Linked DNA regions of Xenopus laevis: region 1 is linked to region 2. A link is a contact called in public Hi-C data. All regions are on one chromosome and are shown on one strand. Each heading gives the region's core, a stretch centred on a gene start, on an enhancer-like site or on the middle of the called end of the contact. The rest is flanking DNA. Distances are from core to core; before and after follow the strand shown.

Region 1 (5,879 bases), core at 1,798-4,297, 55 kb after region 2:
GGCATTGAAGGCTGCATACCTTCTGCATTGATGGTTCACTGAAAATATCTACTGGTATGGGACCTGTTATCCAGGATGCTCGGGACCTGGGTTTTCCCAGTAATGGATCTCTGTAATTTGGATCTTTATACCTTAAGTCTACTAGAAAATCATTTAATCATTAAATAACCCCAACAGACAGGTTTTGCTTCCAGTAAGGATTAATTGTATCTTAGTTTGGAGCAAGTACAAGGTACTATTTTATTATTACAGATAAAAAAGAAATCATTTTTTAAAATTTAGACAAAACGGAGTCTATGGGAGATGGCCATCCCGTAATTTGAGCTTTCTGGATAACGGGTTTCTGGATAACTGATCCCTTACTTGTATTAAAAAAAACGATCCCCTAAAAAGTCCACTTTGCTTTTGGCGCATACAAGTCTCCTCATTTACAACATGGGTGAAGAATCTGGGCCTCTTGTAGTTTTGTGGCTATGAGAAATGGACTGAGATGCTTGAGTTTCTGTGCTGAGGTTTTGCTCTTGGTATCCTATAAATCATTATGTTTTCACAATGCATAAGCAAGCTTTACAAAAAAAATCCTTTATAACTGCCGTGCTCCCTGCTTTGCTGAGAGCTCACTGGAAGTTTGCATTTCTTAGCTACCATCTATATTCTCAGCAAGAGTTAGATGTTAGAGAAAAGTGAACCCTTAGAAATGTAACAAGGCTAGGGTCCCTAATGTTCTAAGCAGGGATGTTCTACCTGCAGCCCCCAGGTGTTGCTGCAATGCAACTTCCAGTATTCTCAATGAGTTTTTGGGAGCTGCATTTTAACAAAGGTTGGAGGCTGCAGGTTGGACACCCTCAATGTACATAGGGTATTACATGAACATTGAAAACACTGAAGCAAAATATGACTTTTTTCTCTCCCAGCAGCTCTGCATAAAAAGGGGGCGCAGCTGTATTACCGTTCATGGTAATACATGAGCCGTTCATGGTAATAACATAAGCCCATTTTGTGCCACAGCCAGCTCTTTGAAATATGTCACATATTGCAATGCTGGGAGCTGTGGTTTAGGTGCTGGAGAACTCTGGGTTTCCTACATCTGCTTTAGTAGAACTAGTGTTTGGGTAAAAATTATGAATATGATCATCATAAACTGGAAGTTGCAGGTAGCATGTGCGCAGGGCTGCTTTTGAAAATCTTGATGCCCTATACTAAACTAAAGCTTTAGGCCTTTCTCATGAAGTACACAACAGGTTATGTATTTAAGCAACAGCAGTGCCCAGTTAGTGCTCTGCCCCACAACTGTGTCCCTGAATGTGCATCGGCTTCAGTTTGGAAGCAAAGGAAATCAGATCTGATTGGATAGGTCTGAACTTGGGTGAAGGTTGTGTAACGCATGCCAGCATTATCATGAGAGGAAACATGTTTTTTAACTCATAATACTATTTTTAACAAAATACCACGTGCAAGTGGCCCATAAAGCTGCAACTCCCAGAATCCTCTTCCTCTGTAAATCTTGTGAATTTGCCATTGGGTTGTAATTCCCAGCACCTAGAGAACCACAACTTTGACACCCGCAGCAAATTTTTACTTCTAATTCTGCAGAGAGATGTTTTCTCAAAATGTTATTTGCAAGAGCAATATTCCCCTTTAAGTCTAATTAGTAAAAAAAATCTAGAAAATGAAGCACCTGTGTGCCATAAAAAGGCGTATAGTGCTAGTAGCCCTGCCTAATAGCCCTGTTGCATCTCTTTAAGAGCCCAAGCTGACAGATTTATTGCCCTCCCTAATTGACATGGTTCCCTGTGTGACTGGATTTTCTGCATTACACCTGACCTAGGTTGGCTTTGAAACTCCCATTGCTTTATTCTGGGCAGTTTCTTTTTGGGGAGTTATATTGGATGGGGCTTTCTTCTGAAACCAATAATCAGCATACAGCAGTCACCATACAGGTTTCAGACAGGTGTATGCACAGCAAGTGTAGATGTTTGTAGAAGGTTATGGACTATCAAAGCCCTTACTCTGTCAATTGTGCTCATCATCACCCTTATATATTGTGCTGCCAATGTCTTGCCACTTTCTTTCATTAATTAATTAAATATATAACTCTGGCATATTTGTATCTCTGTGATTCAGTTCTATACAGTTTTCTTGGTGTGAACAAGCCCTAAGGTGCAAAGTACAGTGATTCAACTCTTTAACGGGTATAATTCAAGAGCGGATACTTGACATATTTGAACCTTTAGCAATCCTGGGGTAGGAGTTTTAAAGCCATAGGCTGATATCTGAAACGGTGAAGGGGCTCAGTGATGGCAAACACAGTTATATAAACTAAGATAGTTTTTACCTCAATAGTATTTTGTTATTTAAAGGATTACATTGTTATATGTGATGGGAAGAACAGAACACCCCATGATTAACCCTATGAATGCCAGGGACCTGTCTTTATATCCTAAGTAAAAAAGAAATACAGAACTTTGTCAACAATAGATAGTAACTGTGGTACTGGCAAATGATGGCCAGGGCAGCCTTTGGGTGGGTAGAATTGTATGGGGAGGTCTCCTTATTTTCTAGGCTCTTAAAATAAATATGTCATAGTATTCTTTAACACATTGGGCATATATGAAATATCCAACGTTTAAAAAAACAAACAAAACAAAAACATACATTTTAACAGCATATATATTCCACACCTACACATTCCAGCAACCTTTGGCACACACAGGGTGTTTAGAGTTGTGGTTTATCACATGTGGAGAGCCACAAGTTGCCTATACCTACATATAGTGTGATCATGAGAACCAGGCTTGTGTCTAAACTATTAGTATTAGAGATAGCCAAGGATTCTGGGTTATGTAGTTTGGATGTACAGTTGTTGCACAGCACATGCACACATGGTCATATTACCTTCGTATGATGAGCAGCAGTCCCACCAATGTGACAATGACCTGGGTTAGTAGCCACCTTGCCATGTTGCCTTCTGCAGTTGATCTGGGGTTTTCCTTTAGCCTTCTCTCTGCTGGTGTTTGGTCTCATTGATGCATGACCCTTGGACACAAGGGTTCATCTTCCTTGAACCGGCAGGAGTAAATTGGCCCACAGCAAGCTGTAAAATCAGGACTTTACTTGCCAATGGGCAGAGAAGGGCATGGAACAAGGATGTCTCATTGCTTGATTCTTCCAAACCTGTCTGAGCTTAAAAGCATACTCTAATGAGCCTTAGCTTTACTTCTGAACTGCACTATTCTCCGCTCAGTGTAGCCCTGTTGGTGTTCTGCTTTATTTAGCTTAGCCTTTGTTATACCCTTTCTCTCTGGGGTGCCCTTACTCTATGTGCTTGTTTGGGATTTCCCTTCTCTGGTTGTTGCTTTGTGGCATGTCCCCTTCTCCTGGTGGTACTGGCTGGGGTGCCCCTTTTCAATATGTGCCTCTATAGGGGATGCCCTCTCTTTGGGATGCACTATTCTTTATATGACCCTCTGTGATGCCCCTCCTTTCTATGCTCCACTTTAAGATGCCACTTGTCTCTCCACTCTCTAGTATACCCTTTTCACTCGGCTCCTCTCTGGGATTTCCCTTGTCAGTGTGCTTCTCTCTGGGAGACCCCTTCTTAGTGTGTTCTTCTCTGGTGTGCCCTTTGCATTTGTGCTCCTCTGCCTGTCCAAGTCCAAGTTGTTCTGGGCTCCTTCCAATGTTCCCTGTGCATCACAAAAAGTTGTCACTAAGTTGATGAAAAGTATTCACTGCCGGGATAGTGGCGGTGTCCTTCAGATGAGCTGTCACAGCTCTAAGCTCTCCTGCTGTGTGTCTGTGTGATCCTCCTCCTTGCACTTCAACTGCTTCTCTCCTCCTCTTTAAATTACCCTCTCCTCTAACTGTCACACACCCCCTGCCTCCTCCTCTAGTCAAAAGCCTGAGCCCAGGGTCCCCACTGTCATGTTTCAGAGAGGAGCCCTCTGGGAGACGTGTGTCATATTCAGTGAAAAAAACTTAGTTTTAAATCAAGTCCCTGAAAATAGCTATCTGAGGGCTATCTGATTAGTAATGTCCTATGTTAGATATACGCTGGGAGAGATAAATGCAGTGTTCTCCTTTGCTGCTTTTTTCTGATATTTTAGTCTTTGTGGCAGTTAGGTAGCAAATTGTTAACTGCAGGTATTCAGTTGGATGTGGAGGAACAGAAACCGTGATGCTAAACTTTTTTAATTAGTTTGGCAAGATGATATCCATAGTAGCAATAGATAGGCTAAAGCTGGCCATAGACACCAGATATAATTGTACCAATCATACGATTTCTGTTAGATAACAAGAATATCTTTGCATGTATTGTATCTGATGATAACGGTGGGTGACTGTCACTGCTATTTCTGGGACATAACTTTCATACAATTCCTGTCTGTCAATTAATGGGCAGAACATTGTCTGATGTGTTGTTTTCCCTACTTAATCCTACAATTAAAACATGAATGGTTAGTTTTAGATTGTTGCATTAAAACAAACGATTGATATCTGAATGTTCGTCATACAAACAATAAAATCTGACGTCTATGGCCATCTTCAGGGATAGCAGATATATAGTAGGGATAGATGGTGCCTATAGTAACAGTGGGGATAATAGTCTCTGGGAAGGGACTGTGACTGTGGGATAGCAGGTATAGTAGGGAGAGATGGTGCCTATAGTAGCAGTGGGGATAATAGTCTCTGGGAAGGGACTGTGGCTGTGGGATAGCAGGTATAGTAGGGAGAGATGGTGTCTATAGTAGCAGTGGGATAATAGCCACAGGGAAGGGACTGTGGTTGTGGGATAGCAGGTATAGTAGGGAGAGGTGGTGCCTATAGTAGCAGTGGGGATAATAGTCTCTGAGAAGGAACTGTGGTTGTGGGATAGCAGGTATAGTAGGGAGAGATGGTGCCTATAGTAGCAGTGGGGATAATAGCTACAGGGAAGGGACTGTGGCTGTGGGATAGCAGGTATAGTAGGGAGAGATGGTGCCTATAGTAGCAGTGGGGATAATAGCTACAGGGAAGGGACTGTGGCTGTGGGATAGCAGGTATAGTAGGGAGAGATGGTGTCTATAGTAGTAGTGAGGACAATAGTCTCTGGGGCTGTGGCTGTGGGATAGTAAGTAGAGTAAAGAAAGATGGTGCCTTGAATCCCTAGCATTTGTTTCACATTTTTAGCACTTTCCTGTCAGAAAAATGGTTTAACACATTGCCACACTCAAAACGCCTTTCTGATCTGTGGGATGTTTGAGTTTAGTGGCAACACTACAAACTAACACCCTTTGAAATTATTTAATTTCTGATATATGATGCAATGTAGAATTAAGTTGATACTACTCTGTTCCTCTGCTGAAACTAAATACATTATGTACAGTATGTTGTTACTTTGCACTACCGTTACAACTAGATTATTTCCATTACTAACCGTTAACATTGGTTCCACCTTTGTCTGACTAGCAGTCCTACATAAAGAGTAGGCATGTAAAATGTGGAGCCCTCCAGTTGTTCAACTACAACTTTCAGTCAAAGACTGTTGAGTAATTCTGGGTAGTTCAAGACAATCTGCTTAGCTGAAACTGAGCCTCAAAACTTTGCATTGTTTTGTGGTGACATTTGTATTTAATTTGGTCTCCTTGAGCTATGTTTATTTATGAAATGTCTGCAAATGGTAAATGTGCATGTTTACCCTTTCACTGCCAGTCTGAGCAAGTACTTTTCATGCTGTGGTATCCAAAGGGTTCAATAAAAGCAACAGTAGTTTTGGTTAGAAGAGAGGAAATGAGTGTACGAGGAGCTGGGTGGCTGAGCATAGGATCTGTGCATCTCTCATGGCTAATATGATAAGAACTCCTAGATAGACCTACTAGGATGCTGGATCCATACTCCTT
Region 2 (5,779 bases), core at 1,709-4,208:
TAGGAGTGTGAGGCACTCTGTTAACTCTTTCAGCAGCATCAGGGAAGCTGCATTGATAGATGGACAGGCCCATGCCATTGCAAAACTGCTACAGACAGGGGGGGGTATACATAAGGGTCTCTGGCTGTCAGTTGTATTCTGGGAGTTGCAGTTCAAAAATGCCAAGGTTTGACATCCCTGATGTCTTATCTGTGTTGCCCCTCCAGGACGAGACAAATATAGTGGCAGCCTAAGGCACGCCAATGCTGGAGGGGCTTAATGTTCATTGGCCTAGACCAGCTATATTATGGTGGTGATCAGCCTTCTGCAACCTTTTATAACATTTCTTTTTCTGTTTTATTTAAGGTGGTACATCAGTGTACCCCCTACTGTAAAATATATAGAGAATAAAGTACCCCCTCTTGTAAATTATAAGGATATTATAAGTTACAGAGGAAGTTTCATGACCATATTAAAACACGAGGCCGAAGGAACTCCGAGGTGACTTCTAATATGCTCAACAGGGGGTACTTTATTATAATACACAAGTTTCGGTGAGTCATGTGATAGAAATGACATCAGAACTCACCCGTTATAACTGAGGACATCGGTACTCACCGTTTATAAGGATATCATTTTTTTTTTTCAGCTATTCATGGCTTTTGTGTTTTATAAGGATGTTAGTCACAGAGGAGGTCCATGTCCATATGAAGGCATGAGGCAAAATTCTGATTTTATACAGGTTATGGGACTCCGAGGTGTCTTCTAACATCCTCAAATTTTACTACAGGGGGAGTGTTTTTATTCTGTGACTAAGCACTGTTTATATAGTGAATAAAGTACCCACTCTTTGTAAAATATAAGGATATTATAAGTTACCGAGGAGTTTCATGACCATATAAAAACTCCGGGAACTCCGAGGTAACTTCTAATATCCTCATATTTTACAACTGGGGGTACTTTATTTATTATAATACACTAATTTCAGTGAGTCATGTGACAGAAATGACATCAGAACTCGCCGTTTATAACTGATGACATCACAACTCACCGTTAAAAAGGATATAATTTACAAGATATTCATGGCTTTTGTGTATTATAAGGATATCTTCTACAGGCTATTCATGGCTCTTTTTTTAAAAAAATTTCATACCATTAATTTATACCTGTTTGGCCTCTGTACCCCGGTCCTGAACCCCCTACATTCTCCCCCACAACTTGCTCTCATGAAGTACCATACACAGGTGATTCATAATTCAGGATTCCTGGCTGCCGCACACAGACAGGCCATTGTTATATTAAAAATAGGCTGATGGTTCTGCTCATTATTCCCAGCGGCTGCGCTTGGCTGGGCCGCTCCTGGGTGAAATCAAATTGCCAGCCAAATTGATTTAAGACAAATACAAAATGCACTTAGTCCAGGCGCCCCATGCAAAGAATTCTAATACATTTCTGCCAGAGCAAACTGACTTCATTAACCCTTTAAAGGGCAACTCCACAACCCTTCCTTTTTTTTAAAAAAAAAAAAAAATGGCAACTATCTAACACAAATGCTTTAAGAATTTTAAATTTTCTGCTTATTTTGACTCCAAAACAATGTAGCAGAAACTGAACTGACCCAGAGTAGAACTGGCTTATGAAAAATTCACCTGCAGCATGACTGCTTAGTCCAGGGGTGTCCAAACTTTTTGCAATGAGGGCCAGATTTCGTGAGGTGAAAATGTGACCATTCAGCCTGACATTCTTTGAACCATTAACATCATTTAACTAATTTAAAGGGGTTGTTCACCTTCCAAACACTTTTTTCAATTTAGTTGTTTTTAGATTGTTCCCTAGAAATAATGACTTTTTCCAATTACTTTCCACTATTTATTTTTTACGTTTTTTCCAAAATCTAAGTTTAAAGTTGAATGTTCCTGTCTCTGGTGTTTGAGTCTGACAGCTCAGTAATCCAGGTGCAGATTCTGAACTGTTACAATTTTGCAACATTTAGTTGATACATTTCTCAGCAGCATCTCTGGAGTATTAGCAACAATTGTATCAATTCTAACAGCTGCCTGTAATGAAACCCAGAGATTCTGCTCAGCAGGGACAAAGATAAGAAATGTATCAACTAAATGTATCAATTTAGAACAGTTTACAGGATCGGCGACCCCCCCTCCCAGAGCTGCTTCAGAAGGAGAGAAATGACACTTTATACTTCAATATTAGAAAAACCGTGACATAGAAAATAGAAAGTCATTGGAAAAAGTCGTTATTTCTGGTGATCTATCTGATAACAACTAGTTGTTTGAAGGTGAACAACCCCTTTAAACAAGGAATCGCCTAGCCGTAGCAGTAATATTTGGGCACATTAGTGAAATGATCTGCCACCTGGTCTATACTGCTGCCTGTGTGCTGAAGGTGTTAGCAATAGACACATACTGGCATGTAATTTACTGTACTGGCACGTCCGTACGTCTATTGACACCTTCAGCTCTAAAGAAGTATGTGAAGCGGTGAATCACTAAGTGAAAGTACGTGTCTATTGCTAACTTCTTCAGCACACAGGCAGCAGTATAGACCAAGTGGCAGATCATTTCACTAATATGCCCAAATATTACTGCTACGTGATTCCTGATTGCACTGTGCTGGCAGGCCGCATTATTATTAATTTCATGATGGAGGCTGGGCCAGTGTAAATTTGAAGATGGCCGCATTTGGCCCCAGGCTGCATTTTGGACATGCCTGCCTTAGTCGGAAGCAAACATAAATTCTGCAGACTGCACTGATTCTAAGCAGCCATGTAATATGCATTTTAACTCCTTACTAATCAAACGCCGCCATGACTGGAATGAGCAGGTAACCCTACTTGCTGCTGACTATACAACAACCTTGACCTACAGCAGTGCATATATTTCTGCTGCTTACAGGTAGAGCATGCATTCTACTAAACCTCCCCTAGGCTGTGCTTGTGCACCAGTCCCAGATTGTATTCCCAGAGGGGTGGATGCATTTTGTCAAAACGACTTGTGGTTGCAGGTTTGTAACAGATAAGACTTGCTAGACCTAATCTGTTTCCCTAATTGCCATACCAAACAAATATATCTAACTTGTGTTCCTCTACATCAGTGCTGTCCAACTTCTGTGGAACTGAGGGCTGAAATTTTTCTGACCTAGATGAGTGAATCTGTCCTGTTTTGCTTTGGCAAAAAATTAACAAAATGCATTGAAGTAAAATTTTTACGCTGCAACAATTTTTCTTGCTTCAAATGCATTAAAGTCAATGGGTGTTTTTTCTTGTGCCTACTTTGTCTCTGTGACTTTTTTGTCCAAATGCATTAAAGTCAATGAGCGTTTTTTCCGCAGCAAATTTTTGCTGCAGTTTCGCAAAAAAAATTTGCCACTGGCTACATGCAGAATTTTTCCACAATTCTGTGGCTGATGAAAAAATTTGCTCATCAGTAGCCAACAAGAATGATTGTGGGCCAAGCAGCTAAAATAGCCATTACAGTAATGGAGTTGTACAATAGGCAGGAAGAATTTAAGATAGCAAGAAAGGATGACAACAGTAATGTCAAAAAGGGCCAGCTGGGCTAAAGTGGTAACAGGGTCAAACTGGCACGTGCGGCGCGCATGTGATCGGCGCCGTAGTTGTGTGCATGCACATGCACCGGTTATGCATAAAATTTATATTTATTGTTGGAGGTTGCGGCTTTAAGAAGCAGATGTGGGTGCGGACCTTGGCCAGCAGGGCCCACAAGAGCCGGGGGCCCACCGGGTTTTTTCCCAGTGCCCCGCAGGCCCAGTCCGACCCTGGGTAACATTAACATTATATCCTTGTGGCACTATGGCTGTTTTTGACTTTCAAGCTGCTACTAACCACTGAAGGCTCTTTATGGCAAAATAATATCAGGAACCTTACAGGACCAGCCCTATGTGTTCCCTCCTGCAATCCTTTAACCATTGGCAGGAGTCGTATGTGGGGCTGAGCGAAGTGTTTTTGGGTTTTTTGTGCCTTGTTTCGGGGAGAAAAGAATGCCCATAGACTCTAATGTATAGTTTAAAAAAATGTTGTCATGTTTGAAAAATTGTTGAATGAAGGAAACTCCCATTGACTTGAAAAGATGATGTTTTGTGAATTTTCAGCTAAGCTAAACTAGTCAGATGCGCCCATCATTACACCAAGTTCGCAATTTATCAAAAGGAAGGTTCCACCCAATTTTTATTTTTTGCATAATGAAAGTGAATTTATTTGTCTCTTTGTTCCTGGTAAAATCACTGATAGCTTTTGCATAAAGTGAACTCTGCAATTGGAGTGAGCTTTCCCTTTAAATTTTGCAAGTGAATTTGCAATTAAAAATAATATTTTGTCTGCACAGCTGGTTGTAACTATATAGCTGAAACCAGCTGTCCTCTAGCCAAGTCTCCTGCAATGCCTTGTGTGAATCTTCACTAGTCTGTTAGTTAGCTAGTTTGTACTGATCTTTTCTAGAGTCAGATGCAGCATTGCAGAATATAGAAAGGGACTGAAAACTACTTTAAGTAACAGTTGCAATAGTAAAAAGCTCTCCACTACATGTTTAAACTAAACTAAATATGCATTAAAAAGTGTTTCTCAGAATTACATTACAGTATATTTCATTATTCTGAAAACAAGAAAAAGCAGTAAAACCCCACACTACCTTACTAAAATTAATTGAGATCTAATTATATAAGTGCTTAGTGCTATTATAAACATATGCTTCGTTCTCAATCAATTTAGCACCAACATACAATTAATAGTATTTCAATCGATTGTGTTATATATAAATAATTAAAAAGATTAAGGTGCTCAAGTGCTAGAAATCAGATGATGTGACCCACAATAAAATCTATCTACACACAATTGATGAATAATCTAAAAGTTCACGGTTCTTATATGAATTAAATAAGGTGCTAGTGTTGTAGTTATAATTTTAAAGTGAGTTCATGGTATTAAACAATTAAAAATAAAGCGTCAGCAATTCATGAATAAAAGTTAGAAAATAGTATAGAGGTGGAGTTGTCCCGAAGAAACTAGCTGCGTTGATCTAAGCCCTCGGACACCACACGTGGGAGAAAGGCAGAACACTGAGGACTGTGGTCTCGTTACTACATTTAACTGTCTTGTAAGGAGAGCTAACTTTGCTATAAAATCAACAAATCCTAAATGCCTTAGAGATAAAAGAGAATATAAGGAATGAATGCTGCGCTAGTAGCGCTACAATTCCATTGAATTTCTCTAGATCCGAGATTCAATCAAAGTTTAAAAAGGTAATATTTCAATAATAAGCTTTTTTTAAAAAAAGGGTTTGAAGGCTCACCGACGCACGTTTCGCTTACGCTTTATCTTTGCCTTGATAAAGGCTAAGCGAATGTGCGTCGGCGAGCCTTCAAACCCTTTTTTTAAAAAAAGCTTATTATTGAGATCTTATATAATTAGATTTCAATTAATTTTAGTAAGGTAGTGTGGGATTTTACTGCTTTTTCTTGTTTTCAGTATCCCCATTCTGGTTTATATACCTCTACACAGCCTGAGAGAGAGAGAGATTAAGTTTAGGGGAGAGAGAGATTAAGTTTAGGGGAGAGAGAGAGATTAATTTTAGGGGATGGAGAGCAAGAGATTAAGTTTAGGACAGAGAGAGAGGAAAGAAAACACACTATGGGGCAAATTCACTAAACGACGAAGGGCCTAACGCTAGCGTTAATTCGCTAGCGTAGCACATTTTCGTTAATTCGCCGATTCACTAACGGACGCTGGCGTAAATTCGCTAGTGTTACTTCGCACCCTTACGTCTGG

The links. A called contact is a pair of places that touch in the nucleus more often than the background predicts.
Region 1: a contact with region 2 is called in a Hi-C map of animal cap, with 5 times the contacts expected there. The contact joins the promoter of wnt10a.L here to the enhancer-like site in region 2. A contact is called at or near these places in 3 of 4 Hi-C or Micro-C datasets (the XL177 cell line, the XTC cell line and animal cap).

What each region holds. Positions count from the first base shown.
Region 1 is chr9_10L:63,098,672-63,104,550 of Xenopus_laevis_v10.1, forward strand. It overlaps wnt10a.L (Wnt family member 10A L homeolog), which reads right to left and starts at 3,048. Exons shown (of 4, transcript NM_001098716.1): 1 at 2,896-3,048. The coding sequence starts at 2,960.
Region 2 is chr9_10L:63,044,118-63,049,896 of Xenopus_laevis_v10.1, forward strand. No RefSeq gene overlaps it. Among protein-coding and RNA genes, the nearest start is that of cdk5r2.L, 15 kb to the left of the region's middle. Within about 2 kb of position 2,959, at least 1 of the 7 cell types and tissues checked has an H3K27ac peak or open chromatin away from gene starts, as enhancers often do.